Linked DNA regions of Oryctolagus cuniculus: region 2 is linked to region 1. A link is a contact called in public Micro-C data. All regions are on one chromosome and are shown on one strand. Each heading gives the region's core, a stretch centred on a gene start, on an enhancer-like site or on the middle of the called end of the contact. The rest is flanking DNA. Distances are from core to core; before and after follow the strand shown.

Region 1 (5,054 bases), core at 689-3,188:
TTGATACAAATCCAGTGAGATTGATAGGTCATTATAGGGAAGAAGAAGGAGAAGCAGCTGGGACCACACAGCTCCGTACATGTGGGTGAACCAAACTCCGCTGAAGTTCATTTTCCTTCCTGTTGAAGATAGTGGTTGAACTTGGTGATTGAGACACATGGCTCAAGTTAGGGGGTTAGAAACACAGTTACTTCCAAAAACGTTCCAAGGACTCCCTCCTCCTGTGCTCTCCCACACACCACAGGGAGTGAGGGATTCTCCAGGGGTGTGGCCCCTGCCCCCTGGTTCCTCCACACAGAGAAGAGAGTGTGGAGTTCTGACTCGAAACTGGTCCCAAGGAAGTTGAAGGATTATCCCATGGGCCGGGGAAAATGAAGACGAACTCTTTGCCTCGTGTCGCGGTTCCTGCTTTGACAACCTACATTCCCAAGAAGCAAAGGACCTATAGTTAACCAGAAAACATCCGTTCTTGTCGCTCCCCCTCTTCGTGGAGGAACGACACCAAACCCTGCCTAGGCTTCATATCCGAGTCACGGCACCATTATGTCGCTCCCCCTCTTCGTGGAGGAGCAACACAGGACCCTGCGCTGTTCTTTCGTCTGCTCGGCCCTCCCCGGGTTTGCTGCTGGTTCTTCCTGGGTTGGCTACTATCCCTTCCACCTCCGTGGAAGGGCAGTTCCCCCTGGCCACATTCCCCACTTCCGCAGGGGAGCGGCACACCGCCGGCCGGCTCGTCTCGGGGGCTGCACAGGTGCTCCTTCAGCTAGATGTTCCCCTTAGATGTTCCTGGTGCATGCCGTCTCTCTCCTCCTTTATAGTCCTCCTCCGCCAATCCTAACTCGGCTGCCCACACGCCGAGTACGCTGCTCTCCAATCAGGAGCAAGTCCTACAGTTTATTGATTGAACTGGAGGCAGCTGTGCAGAAGCTGTTTTCTTCTCTCCCAGCGCCATATTGTGGGAGAGCAGATGCATAGAATAAGTCTTAATTCCAGTAACTTAGTCCAGTCCGGATTGCTCCCCACAGTTCTCACCCACTCCCTCTCCCCATGGCTTACGTAGAGGAGAGAAGACGACCAGAGGAGAAATCAAGGGAAGAAAAGGCAAATGGGCAAAGGAAAACAAGAGGAATGCTTAAAATATATGTCATTTCATTTCATTTCATCTGATTTTTTTTTACTCAATACTCCCTTGGGGAAAGGGTCTAGAACTGACCACATATCTACAGCAGAAAGAGCAGAGACCCAGAAATCTGGTCCTGGTGGTTTTAACTCCACCAGCCCTGAGTTTCCTCTTCTCCAAAAGGAGGGCCCAAACTCTCAAATCTTAGGTTCTGGAGTGTTCCAGAAAGATCAGGAAGGTTCTAGAAATCTGAAGGTTGCGGCACTCAGGGTCAAGCACCCACACATTTGCCACAAGGATGCATCTGTGCCCTTAGAAACTCCTAGAGCCAAGAAGGGCAAAGCTTTGGTCTGCCTGAACAGAAGGAATTCCAGAAAACAACCACAAGGCCAGGCCACAGAACTTCTAAGGGTAGCAGTCTACAAACCAAGGAGTCTCAGCGCTCCACACTTGAGAAAAAATTTTTTCTGCTGCTGTCGCCTCCCAGTCTGAAGTAATCCCATGTTTCACATGGGGCTGGGTGGTGAGTAAACCTGCAAACAACGGTAGCAACAGAAGGAGGCGGGCAAGGAAAGGAAAGACCAGCTGGGTACCGGTCAGCTCCTGGCAAAAAGTTCACATCTGGAAATAAAGGAAGGAAACTCAGGACGCACGGGGCGGGGGCGGGTGTGCAGCGGAATGGGGCTGACGCTTGCATGTCCAGGGTCAGCCTGAGCTCTCCGTTTTGGCACACTTTTTCAAACATGAAGCCAAGGTTCTCACCCTGTAAATATGACTTCACATTAATAACAGCAGCCTATGAGATGATTATCTGTAAAGACGCCAGACTGCATGCAAATAGGCCGGATACGCCTCGCAGAGTTTCACGAAAAGAAGACAAAGGGCAAAGAAATTCTGCCAAAGGACTGAGCACAAACACGCAAGGAAAGCCTTTTAAACGCCCCCCACCCCCACCCCTTGGCCTTTAGCTGCAGCTGGCTTCACAGAAAAGCAACTTTGCAGGTCTGTGGCTGACAGGGCTGAGTCCCTGAGGGCTCAAACCTGGGGTTTTACCGCCATCCAGTGGAAGCAGAGGGTATGGCAGCACTGCCCGGTGAATCAGAGGCACAGGTTCTTTCTCTTCTGACAATGAAAAATGACAAAGATCGTCAAGCTTTATTTCATTATCCCCACTTAGTTCCAAGGAGACAGCACTTTGTTTCCCTGCTATCAATCACCTGGCGTCCCCCAGGCACCAGGCGGGGCTACGCTTTCAGCACGATCTAATGCAGCCCAGCTGGAGATGGGGGCGCCAGGAAGAGCTTTGGACTCCTCTTCTCCAAGGCGAAGAGCCCCTGAAACATCGTCTCAATAACAGAGGAGTTTAGACATGTGCAGAAGACGTGAGACCTGGAGATGAGCTGACAGCCAAGGGCGGTGACAAGTGCTTCTGGAGAATTCACTGAGGCCACAGCCCACTTGCTCAGTCTCACTGACCACTTTTTTTCTTAGAAAGAAAATACGTTCCCAGGGATGGCTGCCATTCCCAGATCCTATTAAGTTTGGGGATTTAAAAAAAAATTTTTTTTTATTTATTAGAGAGGTAGACAAAGATCTCCCATCCACTAGTTAACTCCCCCAAATGCCCACAACAGCCATGGCTGGGCTGTAAAGGCAGGAGCTGGGAAATCAATCCAGGTCTCCCGGGTAGGTTTCAGGGACCCAACGATTTGAGCCATCACCTGCTCCCTTCCAGAATGCTCCTTATCAAGGAACTGGAAGTGGGGGCAGAGCCAGGACTCAAACCAAGCACTCTGATATGCACACAGGCATCCCAAGCAGCATCTAACCACTGGACCAAAGGCCCACCCTGCTCTCCAGTTTTGTAGAGGGGCAGCCATGTGGATACAAAGGTCAGGCAGACTTTCCTGCCTGTTAAGAAGACCCTGTGGCCGGTGTTGTGGACAGTGGGTTAAGCCGCTCCCATGGTGCCGGCATCCCGTATCGGAGCACAGGTTTAGTCTGACCTTGCTGTTTCCGATCCAGCTTCCTGCTCACATACCTGGGAAGGCAGCGAAAGGTGGCCTGGGTACTTGGGTCCCTGACACCCATCTGAGAGACCCAAATGGGGTTCCTGGTTCCTGGCTTTGACCTGGCCCAAAACTGGCTGTTGGGGCCATTCAGGGGGGTGAACCAGCAAGCAGATAATACATCTCGCTCTGTCACTCCCTCTCTATTTCTCTTTTTCTTTCTATTGTCCTGCCTTTCAAATAGATAAAAACTTTTTTAAAAAAGAAAGATCCAGAACCTTTTGCAGTTTCATCTTTTGCTCATACACAACCACCACCACCACCACCACCACCCTCTTGGCTTGGTTTTAGGATGAAGGCCAGAGAAGGAAAGAGAAGGAGATGTGCATTTGTAGGGAATGGTGTGTTCCCTGCACTCTGACAGATATAAAATAAGCCAGATGTTTTCTCCTCCTAACAAACCTCACGGGGTCATGGCCTCTTGTAAAAGACTAGAACAGTTGAGAAGGATCCATGTCATTGCTTGTCACTCCCTTTTCAATACAAAACTAGTGTTAGGGCAAAGTTCATCAACCAAACCTTTGTGGCACGTTAACGCCTGCAGTTTGTTAACGCACCTCCACCCTCAGCTCGTCTCGGCCACTCCCAGGTTTTTTCCTTACTTGGATGAAGTCCAGGCTCTTAGGGAGTAACTCCCCAACTTAGTTACCCATTTACAAATGTCATTCACGGGCCGGCGCTGTGGCGTAGCGGGTAAAGCTGGTGCCTACAGTCCCAGCATCCCATATGGGCACCAGTTCGAGTCCCGGCTGCTCCACTTCCAATCCAGCTCTCTGCTATGGCCTGGGAAAGCAGTAGAAGATGGTCCAACTCTTTGGGCCACTGCACCCATGTGGGAGACCAGGAAGAAACTCCTGGCTTTGGATCGGTGCAGCTCCGCGTGTTGCAGCCATCTGGGGAGTGAACCAGCAGATGGAAGACCTCTCTGTAACTCTGCCTTTCAAATAAATAAATCTTTTAAAAAATGTCATTCACTCTCTGTGGGGATTTCCTTTTCCCTTCACCAGAGAGCCCTGTGCTGTGCCCCACAGAGCTGTCTTGGATTGCCACTTACCACGTCCTTACTGGGATATTGTGAGCCAGTTCTGTCAAAGAAGCGACCAGGACTTGTCCACTCCCAGCACTAAACCTCGGTGAAACACGCACCTGGCTTTGCAGTCTCCTCCCTGTCTTGGGTTTCTGAACCCCATTCCAAAGTTGCCACTCCTCTGCCATCTGACAGCAGAACCCCAGGATGCCTGCCCCTCCTGGCTGTCTCGCTCTCTCTCCTTGAGTGGCTTCCAGACTTGGGGCAAAGGAGCATATCTTAGATTTAAGGAGGAGAAGGAGACACATGGGAGAGGTCATGTACAAACTCGGGGAATCGAACCTTGAACTTCGGCTCCAACATGAAGCCCAACAGGGGAGTCTTGGGGTCCACCACCACCTGTACTTCTGCTGCAGCGGTCAGAGCGGCCACCAAAGGGAAAGGCACTGGGTGTGGTGGTTCAGCCACTGCTTGGGACCCCTGCATCCCACATCAGAGTGCCTGGATGGGAATCCCAGCCCCTCTTCCTATCCCAGCTTCCTGCTAGCATGCACCTTGGTGGACAGCAGGTGACAGTTCAAGTGTGTGGGTCCCTGCTTCCCAGTTAGGACACCTGGATTGAGTTCCCAACTCCGGGTGTCGGCCTGGCCCAGTCCTGGTTGTTGTAGGCACTTGGGAAGTAAACCAGAAGATGAAAGATCTGACTCTCTCTGCCTTTCAAATAAAATGAAAATAAAAGATAAACGTTTTAAAAAAGAGTCACCACTGCACCTTTATTGAATATGCAGATGAATAACTTATTATACAACAAACACTGCCCCCTGTCGACAATGCCCGC
Region 2 (4,813 bases), core at 1,374-3,873, 210 kb before region 1:
GGCGGAGGATTAGCCTAGTGAGCCATGGCGCCGGCCCACAAACCTTTTGAAATGTCCTCTTATAGTGGAGATATTAGATTTTTTACCTGTGATATGTATTACAAATATTCTCTTCCAATATACAATTTGCTCTTGGCCTTGTTTATGGTGACTTTGTTTTTTCCATACAGAATTATGGGGTGTGTTTTTCTAATGTATCAAATTTATCCATCTTTTTTTTATCAACTATCTGGATTTTTAGTCATCGTTAGAAAGTCTTTCTGTACAGCAGGTTATAAAGGAATTTGTCCATATTTTCTTCTGGTATTTGCATAATTTTAAATTTTATTTGAAACTTTCTTTCACAGGACATGGGAAAATGAGCACAGTGTATGTTTTTCTAAACTGCTATTCAGTTTATAACAACAACATTTGTTAAAAGGCTCATCTTGGCTCTAAGGATTAGACACCACCTCTGTCATAGACAGGAGGCCTGAAAGGAGCTGTGTTTATTTCTGAACTTTCTGTTCTATTCTGTTAATCTGCTTGTCTAGCCATGCACCATACAGATTTAGGAGAATGCTTCAATATCTAATAGGGCTAAGCCCACCTCAGAGCTATTCCTTTGCCATGTTTTCCTACTTACTCTTGTGTATTTTATCCCCAAATGAAAAATTTTAGAGCTTTTTATACTTGGAGACAGTGATCTTTATGTATTAACTTATCTGAAAGGCATAGACACGGAGACACAAACATATGGAAAAACACCCATCCACTAGCTCACTACCCAAGTGCCCACAACAGAGGGAGTACCAAGTTCAAACCAGCAGCTGTGAACTCATTCTGGATCCCCTATGTGTAGGTGACAGGAATCCAACTACTCGAACCATCACTGCTGCCTCCCAGTCTGCATTGGCATGAAAGCTGAAGTCGGGAGCCAGAGCCAGGCATCAAATCCACAAATGCCATTTGGGACACAGGCATGCATCTTAACTGGTGTCTTAGCCACTAGGCTAAATGCCTATCCCCATATGAACTTTAATATCAATTCATCTTGGTTTTTTAAAATGTTCATTAGTATTTGAATCAGGATTATGTTAAATTTTAAATGAAACAAAATTTAGGGAGAAACAAAATCTTGATCAACTGGAGTCATGCCAAGAACAAGGCATGTTATTCTTTCTGTTCAAGTTACTGACATTTCCAGGGTGGACAATCTCTCCTGGACACTTACTTAGGCATCCTAGGTCCTTCAATAAAATAATAAGCATTTATTGAGCAAGTATTATGCCCTAGCATTACATTAGGCACTGCAGAAGTGAAGAAGTAGACTCCGTTCTCAAGCAGCCTAGAATTCCATGAGAGAAACACTCTAACAGAAAGCAAAGCAAACGGTCTAACACAAAGCAAAGCAAATGCAGCACAGCCAAACCAGATATGCAGCTCAGAGAAAAGAGTAAAAAGGCTGTGAGGGCGAGAGTGGGGATGACAAGGTACTGAGACTGGAGTCACGTGCCCTGAAGGGTATGTAGGATGTAGATGGAGCAGGCAAGAGGAAAAAGGAACCCCACAAAGCAAAAGCTCAGAGGTGGACTGAGAGAGACACAAGTCACAGGGCAGAAGGCCCAAGCTCACCCAGCTGGAGGGCTAGGGAAACCAATAGCCCCCCTTCCCTCAAGCCTCAGAGACGTGGGCTTCAGAGTAGGTAGTTCCCAAATCCCATCTGTATGTTCCTTAAAATTATCTTAAAGAATGTCTACTAGATTCCTAGACATTAGTCCTCGAGGACGGCATGTTCTCTACCTCATTACCTTTTCTGATGTACTAGCCAATGTGGTAGTTCCTAGCCATTAGGCCATTATGATGTGCATGGTGCAACCAGGGGAATGATTTTATTTAAACCTTTTTAAATGAAGTTTTTTGTAAGCCAGAGAGAGGGGGAGAAGGAGAGAGACAGAGATAGAGACAGAGACAGTGAGATCCCTTCTACTGGTTCACTCAGGTCCCCCATGTGGATGGCAGGAACCTAACTACTTGAGCCAACACCTGCTGGCTCCAGGGTACACATTAGCAGGGTGCTAGTTGGACAGCACAGCTAGGACTTGAACCCAGGCACTCCAATATGGAAGGTGGGCATCCCACGTGGTGGCTTAATCACTGTGCCAAGTGCCCAGCCCTCTTTAATTCTTGAGTGTGAATTTTAAAATGGAAGTAGTGTCATGTGTATTTCCATGGAACCCAGCTCTGCTTGGGGAGGGCTACATGCTACTTTAGGCATACCGTTGTGTCAGATGTCATCATACTGCAGCGTGTGTGTGAGGGCTACTTGGTAAAATGCGGCTACTAGAAGACTATAAACTACAAATGTGGCCAACACTGAGTTTCCCTCTCATAGTACTGGTCCAGAACCTTACAACTCACTGTAGCCTGGTCTGCAGCAAGCAGCAGCTACCCCAGACCCTCAGAATTCACACTTAACTCCCCAAGCAATTCTCACACACAGCAAGAGAAGCACTGAGTTGGAGGGCCTGGGAAGATACCAGACCTTAGATGGATACCCAGCATGCCCAGGGTGGGCGTGGAGGTGAGAGAGGAGGCGGGGCCATAGCAGGGAGATCCTTGCCTGCCATTGTGACATCACAGAGTGGGCCCCTGGGTCACCCAGCCACACCTAAGCAGGTGTCCTGCCTGAGGGACATCCTTTCCATCCTCTCCAGCCCACCACCCACACCACCACATCCCTCTGCTGGCAAGAGGGGACTTGGCTCATCCTTACATCAGCACTCACTACCCAGCTGATCAAGATCCAGCAAGAACGCAACAGAACCTTGTTTGCCTCAGATCAACAGTGGATGACCAGTCCCTCTCAACTAACTCAAAATGTTTATCTCACCCAGGAGGTAGGTACAGATTCTGAGATCTCTTATGTGTGATACAGGTGATACTAATCCTTCACTATCATATATTTCACAGGCCCACAGCAGGGCACTTGGGACCACACAACAGGATTACGCAAAATGGAATGAAAATTTGTTACTCGAGCCCGATTTTTAATTGATAAGTCTGGCATGCCCATACCTTGGCCTATTGCTCTTTTGTCTCCCATTAAAATTTCTATTTCTTCTTCCTTTTTCTCTTCCTTCCTAAGGCTGCTGAAAACCCTACAGTTCTTCTTTTTGCCTTCCATCTGTCTGGTTCCAGTGGCCAAAATTCAGTGCTAGGACAAGGACGGAGATGGGGATCAGCCTAGGGAACTGAAAGGGCAAACACTGAGCTCTGTGCCAGAGAATGGGGAGGTCCTACTTGGAAGCCAGCTCAGCTCTATAACTTAGAGAGGACTGTACAACCTCGGGACCCAGAGATCCTTCAGGACACTCGAGGAGGCTCACGGCCAGCAGAGATGGCTCGGCTTGAGCTTGTGTTGGGCCCACATTCAGAAAGGACCAGCCTCCCTTTACACAGGGTGCTGCCAGCTTCCGCCTCGGAGAGCTACTTAACGGTGTTCGTTCTCAAAGCTCCTGCCCTTCTCAGGAGAGCATAAATGAAGCTTACAATTCAGGGAAGCCAGGAAACCCAAACACACAGACAGGAAGGAGAGGTGCCAGGCTGCGTGCCGTGGCGCAGTGGGGAGTTAGAGCAGCCAGGCCAGGCAGGACCAGAGCAAGAGGCACTTCGGGCAACAAGGGTGGGCTCTGCAGAGCAGCACCCCCCAGACCCCGCCAGAAGTACACAGACCATAATTAAGGCTGCCCTCAGAAGTGGATGTGCTGCTACAGAAAAAGCCAGTGGTGGCCTAGAGTCCATTTTATTGTTTTTACCATCGGTGTTCTGAGTGAAGCAGGGAATATGGGAGAGTCTGTTTGTTGACAGGCACCTGAAAAGTATAAAGTACAGGTACACATAATCCCTTCTGTGGCCTGGCCTGTAACCTGTGACTTTTGTTAAAGATGACGGGGCCTTGCCCGTGCTGGGCGGCAGGCTGGGACGGGGTCAGGTGCACAGCCTTGGGAGAGTTTTGAGTGCTGACGCCCGCCCGGCATTGCTAGGTTTGCGGCCTGGGGCAGGTCGAAGGCCCCGGACCTGAACTGTCCCCTGTGGAGTGGAGTGGAGCCGGCGTCTCTCCTTCCGGAGCTGTGTGTAAAGTCTGGCTCCCATTAGGACCACAACCCTTTCCCTCATTGACTCCTGAGGGCACATTTAACCCCTGGGGGGGTCGTGGGTAGAGAAGTGACCACAATTCAGAGGCGCTGAGGGCCCCGGGGGCCTGCAGCCCCACAAAGGAGGCAGCGGCGCGCCCTTCCTTCGTGAGAGGAGCCGGAGGAGAGGAAGGGCATGCCTTGGATTCCACAGCAACCGCCGGCCTGCTCCCGCGCGCCGCCCTCCCCCCCTGAGAAGGCCTCGGGTCCCGGTTCTCAGCGGACACGAGGAGGCCCACGGGAGCAGACGCGCCGCCGCCCCGCCACACCCGCTCCGAGGTCCAGAGCGCAGCCGCCGCTAGGGCGGGGCCTGACGCACAATGTAAACCACGCCCCTGCGCGGCGCCCTAGCAACGCGCTCCCGCTGCTAGGCAACCAGGGCCCGTAGTAAACCGAGGGTGGGGAGGGCGGTTACTCACCGCCAGGACAGGGCGGGGCGCAGGCAACGCGAGAGCGCGGCGAGGGCGCGAGCAGGGAAAGGACTATGAGGGGGGAGCTCACGGAAATGGGGATGGGAAGACCAGACCACGCCCGCCGGCGGCCGCACCCTGCCCCCCTCCCCCGCCCCGCGGTCCCCGAGAGCCCGCAAGCCCGAGCCCCGAGGGTGTCGTTCCCGGCGTGAGCGATTGCCCCACAGG

Evidence for each region. A called contact is a pair of places that touch in the nucleus more often than the background predicts.
Region 2: a Micro-C map of ear pinna shows a contact between it and region 1, with 8 times the contacts expected there. The contact joins the promoter of GSG1 here to the enhancer-like site in region 1. A contact is called at or near these places in 5 of 6 Hi-C or Micro-C datasets (ear pinna, embryonic fibroblasts, psoas muscle and 2 more).

Annotation. Positions count from the first base shown.
Region 1 is chr9:110,539,850-110,544,903 of mOryCun1.1, reverse strand. It overlaps GPRC5A (G protein-coupled receptor class C group 5 member A), which reads right to left. Exons shown (of 4, transcript XM_002712648.5): 4 at 4,963-5,054. Among named protein-coding and RNA genes, the nearest start is that of GPRC5A, 17 kb to the right of the region's middle. Within about 2 kb of position 1,938, at least 4 of the 8 cell types and tissues checked have an H3K27ac peak or open chromatin away from gene starts, as enhancers often do. A contact at or near this core is called in ear pinna, where this site is marked.
Region 2 is chr9:110,754,208-110,759,020 of mOryCun1.1, reverse strand. It overlaps GSG1 (germ cell associated 1), which reads left to right and starts at 2,623. Exons shown (of 6, transcript XM_051850794.2): 1 at 2,623-2,879. The coding sequence starts at 2,832.